Regions from separate parts of the Mus musculus genome. Here all the other regions are linked to region 1. A link is a contact called in public Hi-C and promoter capture Hi-C data. All regions are on one chromosome and are shown on one strand. Each heading gives the region's core, a stretch centred on a gene start, on an enhancer-like site or on the middle of the called end of the contact. The rest is flanking DNA. Distances are from core to core; before and after follow the strand shown.

Evidence for each region. Promoter capture Hi-C pulls out the DNA fragments that hold promoters and counts their contacts. Hi-C and Micro-C count contacts between places; a contact is called where the count stands out from the background.
Region 2: a contact with region 1 is called in a Hi-C map of cortical neurons, with 3 times the contacts expected there. The contact joins the enhancer-like site here to the promoter of BC030500 in region 1. A contact is called at or near these places in 3 of 39 promoter capture datasets (cranial neural crest, hippocampal neurons and liver), 4 of 484 Hi-C or Micro-C datasets (cerebellum, cerebral cortex and cortical neurons), 6 of 115 datasets of contacts at active chromatin or transcription factors (VIP interneurons, embryonic forebrain, embryonic hindbrain and 3 more) and 3 of 9 other capture datasets (adipose tissue, embryonic stem cells and liver).
Region 3: a contact with region 1 is called in a promoter capture Hi-C map of hippocampal neurons, with 4 times the contacts expected there. The contact joins the enhancer-like site here to the promoter of BC030500 in region 1. A contact is called at or near these places in 4 of 39 promoter capture datasets (hippocampal neurons, liver, second pharyngeal arch cranial neural crest and 1 more), 4 of 115 datasets of contacts at active chromatin or transcription factors (SST interneurons, embryonic forebrain, forebrain and 1 more) and 2 of 9 other capture datasets (embryonic stem cells and liver).

Annotation. Positions count from the first base shown.
Region 1 is chr8:58,910,090-58,913,220 of GRCm38.p6, forward strand. It overlaps BC030500 (cDNA sequence BC030500), which reads left to right and starts at 1,666. Exons shown (of 3, transcript NM_173411.2): 1 at 1,666-1,713; 2 at 2,328-2,445; 3 at 2,771-3,131. The coding sequence starts at 2,420. The coding sequence ends at 3,116. Galntl6 (UDP-N-acetyl-alpha-D-galactosamine:polypeptide N-acetylgalactosaminyltransferase-like 6) reads right to left here and starts at 1,538. Exons shown (of 12, transcript NM_175032.3): 1 at 1,248-1,538. The coding sequence starts at 1,385.
Region 2 is chr8:57,938,320-57,941,450 of GRCm38.p6, forward strand. The region is part of intron 6 of Galntl6 (UDP-N-acetyl-alpha-D-galactosamine:polypeptide N-acetylgalactosaminyltransferase-like 6); the gene reads right to left. Among named protein-coding and RNA genes, the nearest start is that of Gm2921, 140 kb to the left of the region's middle. Within about 2 kb of position 1,437, at least 12 of the 459 cell types and tissues checked have an H3K27ac peak or open chromatin away from gene starts, as enhancers often do. A contact at or near this core is called in cortical neurons and forebrain, where this site is marked.
Region 3 is chr8:57,960,844-57,963,974 of GRCm38.p6, forward strand. It overlaps Galntl6 (UDP-N-acetyl-alpha-D-galactosamine:polypeptide N-acetylgalactosaminyltransferase-like 6), which reads right to left. Exons shown (of 12, transcript NM_175032.3): 5 at 1,536-1,721. Among named protein-coding and RNA genes, the nearest start is that of Gm2921, 160 kb to the left of the region's middle. Within about 2 kb of position 1,573, at least 31 of the 459 cell types and tissues checked have an H3K27ac peak or open chromatin away from gene starts, as enhancers often do. A contact at or near this core is called in SST interneurons, forebrain and hippocampal neurons, where this site is marked.

The sequences.
Region 1 (3,131 bases), core at 416-2,915:
TTAAGTCTGAAGCTAAATTTCAGCTTGGAAGTATGGTCAAGATCAACTCAATGAAAGTATACCAGCATTGTCTTTCAAAATTCCAATCCACTAAAAATCCAGAGCATTTAGTTTATTTATAGTTCAGATACTGATGATGAGTTCTTGTAATGAAAAAAAAATCAGATGTCTTCCATATAATTCACAACTTTCACTGCATAAATGCAAACTTAAACTCTGTTAAGTATAGGTAAAAATATTCAATTGCTATCAATTCACATTGCTGCTGTCTAAAAGTGGATTACTTAGTCCCTTCTATGTGAGAAAAGTACATAGAATACACAGGTGATGACCCATGAAATTAAGCATATTAATATTATAAAGCAATCCTTGACACTGAATAGAGAAGTATAGTGTTTTCATGAAGTAGGCTGTAATCCCTTGTTCAAAGTTTTTCTTCTTTAAAAAAATACATGCTGTATTTGCTAATCAGCAGAAAAACAGCACTACTGATTTCCATCAGCATTTTGTGAAGGATAGTTGGTATTCTTACTCTCTATGAGAGTTACCTAGACACAGGATTAACTCTTACTGCAAACATAAGCATACTAATAGTTACATGCTAAGTAGAAGGAAGGCAAAATATCACACAGCCTGTTTAGCACATGAGGGAAGGCTTTTAGCAACAAAGTTATCAAATGTTGGAGGTGGGGGATTGAATATAGATTCTTAATAATTGTCTCTAGCAATTAACCTACCAGACCACATTAGGAACAGAGGAAACAAAAGACAAAGTTTAAGTTTCCACAGGATAAGAATCTTTTCATATATATACATATATATGCAAATGATTGATTTTGGAAAACCACTTTAAAATCTGAATAACTTAGTTGGCCAGATGCACTTAATACAGACACGCACACAAGACAGAAGGCAGAAACCAATCCCTGTAATTGAACTTGTACCAAAGCACTTCTGACTCCTTTCCACCCTGCCCCCTTCAAGTCAAAAAATTAATCACTGACCAATTGGAAGAGTATATACCTTCTCTTCTTGACCTTGGATTCTTTCTCATTTTATGTTCCATTCACCATTCACCGTGTCATGAGCTGCAAACCAGGACCTGCTCAAAGCCCAAAGTCCACAAAGTCCCTGTATTCAGTCCTATGAGGACTTGGGAGAAACTCCTTATACTTTTTCTCTATATGCCCCCAAACAGTGCATATCTAACCCATTCTCCTGGCCCCCTTGCCCTGACTGGTACTTACCTGATGCTCCGCGGGTTCTGCAGATTTCACCAGGTGTTTATCCTTGTACAAAGACCAGAGACCAATGTTGGGCAGGAAAATTAAAGCCACGGTGAATAACAAAGTCATTTGCAGAAACCTCTTCTGTTTCCTCTTCATTGCAAAGGATAACAATGGAGAAAAGTTAGAGATGTCTCCCAGACTACTTCTTGAGTTTAATGCCAAAGTCCTTTCCTCTTTCCTGGGAAGCACCAGAAACTGAGGGGAAGCAAAAAACTTTTGTTGTGTGCTCAGCACCAATCTGCAGGGTTCAGAGGGAGTTGGCCATCTGCAGAACAAACGCACAGTTACTTTCCCCCAGAAAACTATGACGACGGCATTATCTATTGGCTTAGAAATAAACGAGTCAACTGAGGAAATCGTTAAATCTATTGACCTCCATTAATATAAAGCAGTGGAGTAAATACGATCGTTTCATAGAATAATGGTAAGTTATGAGGAAGTCGAGAGCATGCTAGATCTATCAGTAAATAGGAGGTGTTTGTCTGTCGCTGTTTGCCCACCATCCCCCGCCCTTAGTGTGGGAGGTCCGGGATGTAGAGTCGGAGATGAAAAGCGAGAACTGAATGGGAGGGAGTGGCTTGGTCCAGTCAAGTGTCTGGAAGAAAAGTGTCCGCTTTTGACATTGGCACAACACCTTCCTTATCTTCCCCGAACAGCTTTTTATTTGCTTGCTTTGGGATAACCCACCTGAACTCAAGTTCAACTCCCTTGGAAGCCAGCTTGTCAGGCAAGATCCAGGGACACCATAACCAGGTCAGAACTATGTTTGGATAGGGGTTCACAAACTCCTGGATCTTCATGCGCCGTCAGAACACTCCTCTGCAGGCAGCATCTAGGCGACCTGGGAACCTGGCTGGAAGGAGGCTACAGATGTCAGCGGAGTCCAGCCAGGAAGTGCAGGCGCAAAGACGTCCCTTCCTCCAAGTGCAGTCCTGGGAATGAGAGCCTCAGAGAAGTGTGCTCTCTACCCATCAATCTCGCCCCCTTCCTCTGCTGACGCTCTCACGCTCCACTGTTCATGTTACCATTCTTTTCCAGCAACTGAACGAACCCAGCGAAGCATCACCAGCACCCCCAGGGCAGTATTTCTGATCTCCACTTCACGGCAAGGGACGGATGGCAGGCGGCGAATGTCAAGTGTGACCGGGCTTTACAGGCAAGTGGGAGAGGGCGCGCGGAGGATGAGTGAGGACGGCGAGAACGCGCGTGGAGCTGGCACCCAGGGGTCCGCCTCCCGCTGGCTGTCTCCTGCCTGCTGGCGATGATACTGGTGTCTACCACGTGCGGGAGCCTAGAAGCCGGGAGGGGAGGGCGAGTCACGGCCGGAAGGTAGTGGCCACTGCCTCGCGGCTGCCAGATGCTACATAAACAAACCCAGAGGCTAGGGGGAAGGAGAGGAGGATGAAGGCGGGGACAGAGAAATCGATTTGCAGCTCCGGGACAATCGGATCCTCTCTTCTCGGGTAATCTCGAACCGGCAGGGAGACTGGTTCGTCTCTGAGCTCACCCGAAAGGCGCCAGGCCAGAAATTCCGGAGTACAAGTCGCCCTGAGCGGGAGGGCAATGGAAGAATTCCTCCATGGTCCTGATGGGATCGCAGCGAGGAAGGCGCGGCAGCGACAGCGAGCAGAGGCAACCCAGTCTGGACTGGTCCCTGAGAGGAGGGTTTCCCCAGAACCTACAGCTCAAGCCAGGTACGTAGCGTGGAAGGAGAAAGAGGATTCCCACGCCGCGTGGACAGCGTTGTTAGCCGCAGCTTCCAGACAACACTGTGGAGAACAGAGGCAGCTCAGCGGGAGTCGGCCAGCACCTGGGGCCCAGGTTTAGATTTGGCTTCACTAA
Region 2 (3,131 bases), core at 187-2,686, 970 kb before region 1:
TACAGAAAGAATGGTGGGGATTCCAACTTCACCATAGGCAGAGGCCATCAGACTGGGTCTTGGTCTGGCAGAAGGAATGAAAAATACTAAACTTCCCAGGCCTGTAAGCACCCTCAACACATGAGGAGGATCTAATTAAGTGTATCACCAAGTGCTAGTAATAAATTGAGCGGTATCAGAGGGTACAGCATGCACTCTGTCTGTTTAAAATCCTGGTACCTCAGAGGACTCGAGGTTGAAGGCCTGGCTTCACTTCCAGCTGCTCTATTAATTCCGTGGCTCGGTAGCTTGCTCGCAGAAAATGTACTCCCTGCCATCTCGGAAGCCAGAGGTCTGAGATAAGTGTGCCAGGTCGGGACGTTTGGGAGGGCTCTTCCTCTGGTCACATTACACTCTCAATGGGAGAAATATCTCAAGTCCTAAGTACTCTGGTGTCTTCATCCCTTCATTAAGGTGCTCACTTCCCATGGGAGCACTAGTCTATGATTTAGTTACCTCTGAATGTTCCGCGTCCAAATGCAATCTCCATGGAGATTTGGGCTTGAACATTCAGATGTTGGAGGAGAGTCCACAGTCTGTAGCAAAGTTCTGGAACCTAGTCTTGTTTATTGTATTTGTCAACCTTTCTTTCTCCTTTATGTGTAGGCTTCTCTCTCTCTCTCTCTCTCTCTCTCTCTCTCTCTGTCTCTCTCTGTCTCTGTCTCTGTGTCTCTGTCTCTCTCTCTGTCTCTCTCTCTCTCTGTCTCTCTCTCTCTCTCTCTCTCTCTCTCTCTCTCTCTCTCTCTCCAACAGTCTAGCATGAACCACACCAGCAGTGTGCCTCCAGACAAACTAAGCTGAAACTGAAGTAAGACCTTGTGTTTTCTTATATCCAGGTTTGGACTCTAGATCAGCCTCTCAGACTACACAGCACATATCCATTACTTCAACATTGAACAAACCCAGAGGCATGTATTCTGAAGATGTTGTTGTTGCTGCTGCTGTTTTTCACATTCAGGTCATGATCTAGACAGTGCCCCATGATCTAGTATATCTTTCCTTTGTCCCTGTATCATTTGCCATGGAGGGTCTTGCTGCAGTTCCTTCAAGAGAGCTCCGAGAGAGGCTGTGAGGAATTTTGTCAATTCTTCTGTACCAATGCCTCAAAGAGGTTGTTTGGTGGTTTCACAATAAGGATTCAGTTCATCTTTCCTCAGTTCAGGGACCCTGGAACTTACCCTGTCACGCAGCTAGGGTTGCAGAGTTCATTAACTCTAAGTGTCAAACCTCATTTGAAAACAGTATTACCTTTTGTTAATGTTTTCCTTGAAAACGATTCACCTCTGCTTCCAGCAGGTGGCGGTATAACACCAACAAAACCTTGAGCCAACTGCTGCTTTGACTATTTTAGCCTCCCTTCGGCTTTACTGGCAACAGGCAGCCCGTTTCTGAGTTCGATATGGACAATAATTCTAAACTGAAAATAGTCATTCTAAAGATTCAATCTACAGGGTACGAACTCATGTCATCTCAATAAGGGAGTTTAGCTCTGGTGGGAGTATGGAGGGACTCCTTCACCTCTGGTGTTTTTCTTAAAGGGGCTCTTGTTGAGACTCCGATTTTCCTGTGAAATTTACTTGTGTTTGTAATGTTGTACGTGTACATTCTAGAAATAGTCACATTTATGGGGATCTTTTCTTCACAGAGTTACATCAGCCAGGCAGATTTATAGGTTATTTCCTGGTTCCTGAACTCCTGGCAGAATTCTGTAGTGTGGCTTCCCAAATGATTTTATTGTCCATAGCTTCCTGGGAAATTCTCAAATAAAACTGGAAGAAAGTGTTCATCAGATCAGGATAAATTATAGGTATGGGGAGTGAAGAAGGAGCTTGAAGGAACTAGCACAATTAAAATCTTTGACCCCAAGAGCCAAAGGTTAGAAGTACCCAGCCAGTCAGCAATCTGTGGCTTAAAGAGACACCTGTAACTTTCTAGTCTCTGAAGAGTCATCTAGTGGAAAATGGCTCTGATGAAATTAAAAATTAAAGTTGTGACATGTGCGTAAAGAAACGTTTGAACTTCTTTGATGTGCTTTCTCGTTCTAGAGGCAAGAAGAATCTTGTCTGGTGTGGTTTCTAAGTCCCATACCTGGTTTTATCTTTTAGTAAATATTTTTGCTTCTTTTCTTTTCCGTTTTGCTGATCAAACCTGGGCAACAGGGAAGGCATGGTGGTGCACACAGCTGTAATGTCAGCTGTATAGAGATAAATTCACGAAGACAAGGAGTTAGGATATCCTGGGGTATATGCATAGTGTGAGGCCAGGCTGGGTTATAGGAGATTCTATCTTAAATCAAAGTTTTTTTGTTTTTTGTTTTAAAAGCAAAGAAAGAAACCAGAAAAAAATCAAACCAAAAATTAAAGAGCAATTACCAGAAAATATTGACTTCTAATTAATTTTCTCACATAACTATTTATTAAGTAGCTATTATGAGCAGTCACTTTGTTTGGTGGAGAGGGTACACACTTACGCAGGTGACAGGAAGCCCCTCGGTGGCTCTGAGCTCTGGTTCCTTCCCTCTATTATATCTATTTTCAGCTTCAAAGATTGCATTTACGTGGATGGTAAAATGCCTCACATCTGCTTGTCTTCCCCTATTACTTTTTCTCTTAGGTTCTGCCCATGCACATGCAGAGTAGAGTAGAGAAAATGGGAAGAGACACTGGATAAAACTGAGTGGAAACCAAAGCTATGTGTGCACAAGACAAGGATACATCAAGCTGTGAGCAGGTAGCGGGGAGGCTCAGAGATTCCTCATAATCACAGCAGCTCTGGAGCATGGCTCTGCTGACACCTGGTCTTTGGACTTCATGGCCACTAATATTTGTGATTTGCTAGCAATTTTTTCCCTTGGGTTAAGTGTCCTAGTTGGACGACCTTGTCAGGACAGCCTTAGGAGATTGCAGGAGCTGCTGCTTCCTTCTGCTGTGTGAACTGACAGGCATTCTGAGCCTTCTCCAGACTGCCAGCTTGGACTTCACTCCCACTCAACCCTTTTACTCATTCTCCTGAATGCTTTCTTCCCAAAGTCTATTTTAAATGTGTGTGAGGCTTATGTCTGTTCTAAATATTGGACGACTGTAATCAACTAT
Region 3 (3,131 bases), core at 323-2,822, 950 kb before region 1:
GTGGGCTGTGGGTGTTGCTTACTCTCTTTTTCCTTACCCCTACCCCTACCCCTACCCCCACCGCACCCCCACCCCTACCCCATCCCTATGACTCCTAGAGATTTTATCATTGGCATTTAGGGACTGTTTGGTTCATACAGAATTGCAGCCTTTTGCTAACTTGCTTGAACATTCAACAGAATATGGGCCAAATTCAGTATGAGGGACTCTTGTTGTTGCTAATGAAACTCTAAATGTCTGTGTCCTTGGACAAAGCGTTTTTAATTAGTGGCTCAGAAGAGTCTCTGACTGTTGAAGCATTGGGATGCTGTTGATTTAGAAGACTGGGCAGTCGAGGTAGAAGGACTGGCTGATGTGGTAGAGGGTGTTTATTGCTGGGTGTTGTGTTTTCACTGTGCCCTCTCTCTTGTTTTACTGGTGGAGCGTGGCTGGTTGAAGAGGAAATCCCACACAATGGGCAGTAACAGAGCACTCTTTCTGAGGCGGTTGGTGTGAAGGTGATTGTCACAGGCGTTGTTTCTGAAGCCAGGGAAACAATTACAGCAAAACTTCCTTTGGAGACATTGAAGAGAATGCTAAGATTTTCTACAAAGAATATTTTTAGGTATACAATTTCTTTCTTAGGAGTAATGGGCGGGTGGTTTCCTTTTTTTTTTCCCAAGTTCCATCTTTTTTTTTTAATTAGATGCTTTCTTTATTTACATTGAAGATTTTATCCCCTTTCCTGATGTTGTTGTAAACTAACAGAAAAAACAATACCCAGGCTTGACTTGAGCCACAGCTTGAGTTTCCAGCCGGAATGATGCCCAGCTTGTTTGTGTTTCTAGTGGTTCAGCGGGATGTGATGACATATGATGACATGAGATGACATGCAATGATGTGATGACATAATGACATGCGATGACATGCAATGACATGGCTTTCTCCCTTCTCTTCTCTTAGCCATAAGTCAGCATTTAACACACATCCTGACCCTTACAGCAGCTCAGTGGGTCTGTGAGATATGGAAGGTTATACATTTAAGGCTATAGGTAGTACTAGGAGTAGAAGGAAAAACAAAAGGACAATGGCCTTATAAATCTTAAAAAAAGGTCAAGTTGCTTCAATTATTATATCCTGAGGTAGAATAATTTTCTTTCCTTCTCAACAGTCTTGTGATAATTGCTAGTGTTTATGTATACACATGTGCATGTGTATTTTGATCTCATTGTAGTTATAAGATGACTAAAAATGTTTGGGGATTTTTTTCATTACTTTAGTGTTTACCCAATAAATTCAATGAAAGAAGAGACATACTATAAAAGAAACCATTTTAGCCTTAAGCTAGATTGCTGCCGGTACTATCTGAAGTGCTGTTTAGTACAGTTTTCCCATTATACTTGTGATCAGCAGTGAGTAAGATACAGTTCCAACTCAAGCCTTGGCTGAGTGCAACATTTACAGAAGAAACTTTGCACTCTATTTGCAGGGCCCGTTTCCCCAGCTTCCCAGGCCCACTATTCCCCACTGAGAGGGATGGTGACATGGGTACTCACTGAGGAGCGGGGGCAGCCAGTTCACATTGACCTCACAGTGGGAGTCTAGGAAGGTCAGCACCTCTCCTCTAGCCACGGAAGCTCCCAGGAGTCGGGTCCGGATGAGACCTTCCCTTTTCTTGGTGCGTACAATTCTCACTTTGGAAAACCGAGCCATGTAATCTTCTAATTTATCCTTCAAGTGTTCTAGGAAGGAAAGAAAATACACAGGAAGAATGCCAAACATTAGTCACAGCCGAGTTCTTTCCGGATGCTGTGCACAGAGCACATGCAAACGGTGAATCCAAGTGGAACATTTACAACGTCTATGTTTCTGTTCTCCTCATTTGGAGGAAGATACTGATAAGATTTGATGCTTAGGGGTTTTTGTATTTTTATTTATCCCAAAGCTTCATAAACTACAAATGTTATCCTTTGAATTCAGCACACAGCAGTGATGGTACAGCAGAGCTCAGTGATGCAGTAACTGTTGGCCAGTGGCCACCATGTTAATCCTGGCCAGCTCTTGCCAAGATGGGCACTGGCCTTCTGGTTCCTGTTGTGCAAAGTCAGAAGCACTTCCTGGCATATGGGCTCTTCTCCACAAGGGGAATCTTTACAGCAAAGTTTTGCCCATTATTTCGTGTGCCAATAGTGGTGAAAATATCAGGAAAATCAGGAAAATATCTGTCAAATCAGTAAGAACTACCCAGCTTCCCCCAGTACAAGGAAACAGAAAATTGAGAATTAAATCCAGTTCTGGCTTCTAATTTGAACTGGAAATGTGACTGACTTGGTGTTGAATTAAACGGGGAAAAGAAAGGCAAAAGAAATCCGACATGCTCATTTTGAATGTTGCCATCTAAGATTTGGAAATCATTTTCATTTTTCAAAATTGGACATGTTTCTTCCTTAATTAGAAGCAAACTGTAGAAATAAAATAAAATTTAGAACCCCTATTTATATGAAAAGATATTTTCTATTGGTTTTAAAATTACTCCAGTCTTTCAGTTTTTTTAAATGCAAATGGGTACATTTGGTGACGCTTTTGTGCAATATGTACTTTTATATTTTTATTCACTGCTGTTACTAGTCCATGTATAACTGTCTCATTTTTATGTCAACTTGACACAAGCTGAAGTCATCTGAGAGGAAGGAACCTCAGTTAGGTAAATGCCCCTGTAAGATTAGACAAACCTGTATGGTATTTTTCCATCTTGTATTTATTTACTTTGCATCCTGTTTACAGCCCCCTCTCCTCCCAATTCCCTCTCACACAGCTCCTCGCCAACTCCTCTGAGAAGGGGGATGTCCCCGAGTACCATCAACCTGGCATATCAAGCTATTTTAGGACTAGGTCCTTCTTACCCCACTGAGGCCAGACAAGGTGGCCCAGTTAGGGAAGCAGGATCCACAGGCAGGCATTAGAGTCAAGGACAGCCCCTGCTCCCACTGTTTGGGGCAGTATGAAGACCAAGCTACACATCTGCTATATATGTTGTGTGTTGGGGATGTAGGGGCTAGGTCCAGCCCATGCATGCTCTTTGGCTGGTGACTTAGTCTTTGGGAGCCCCCAAGGGTCCAGGTTAGTTGACTCTATTGGTCTTCTTCTATGGG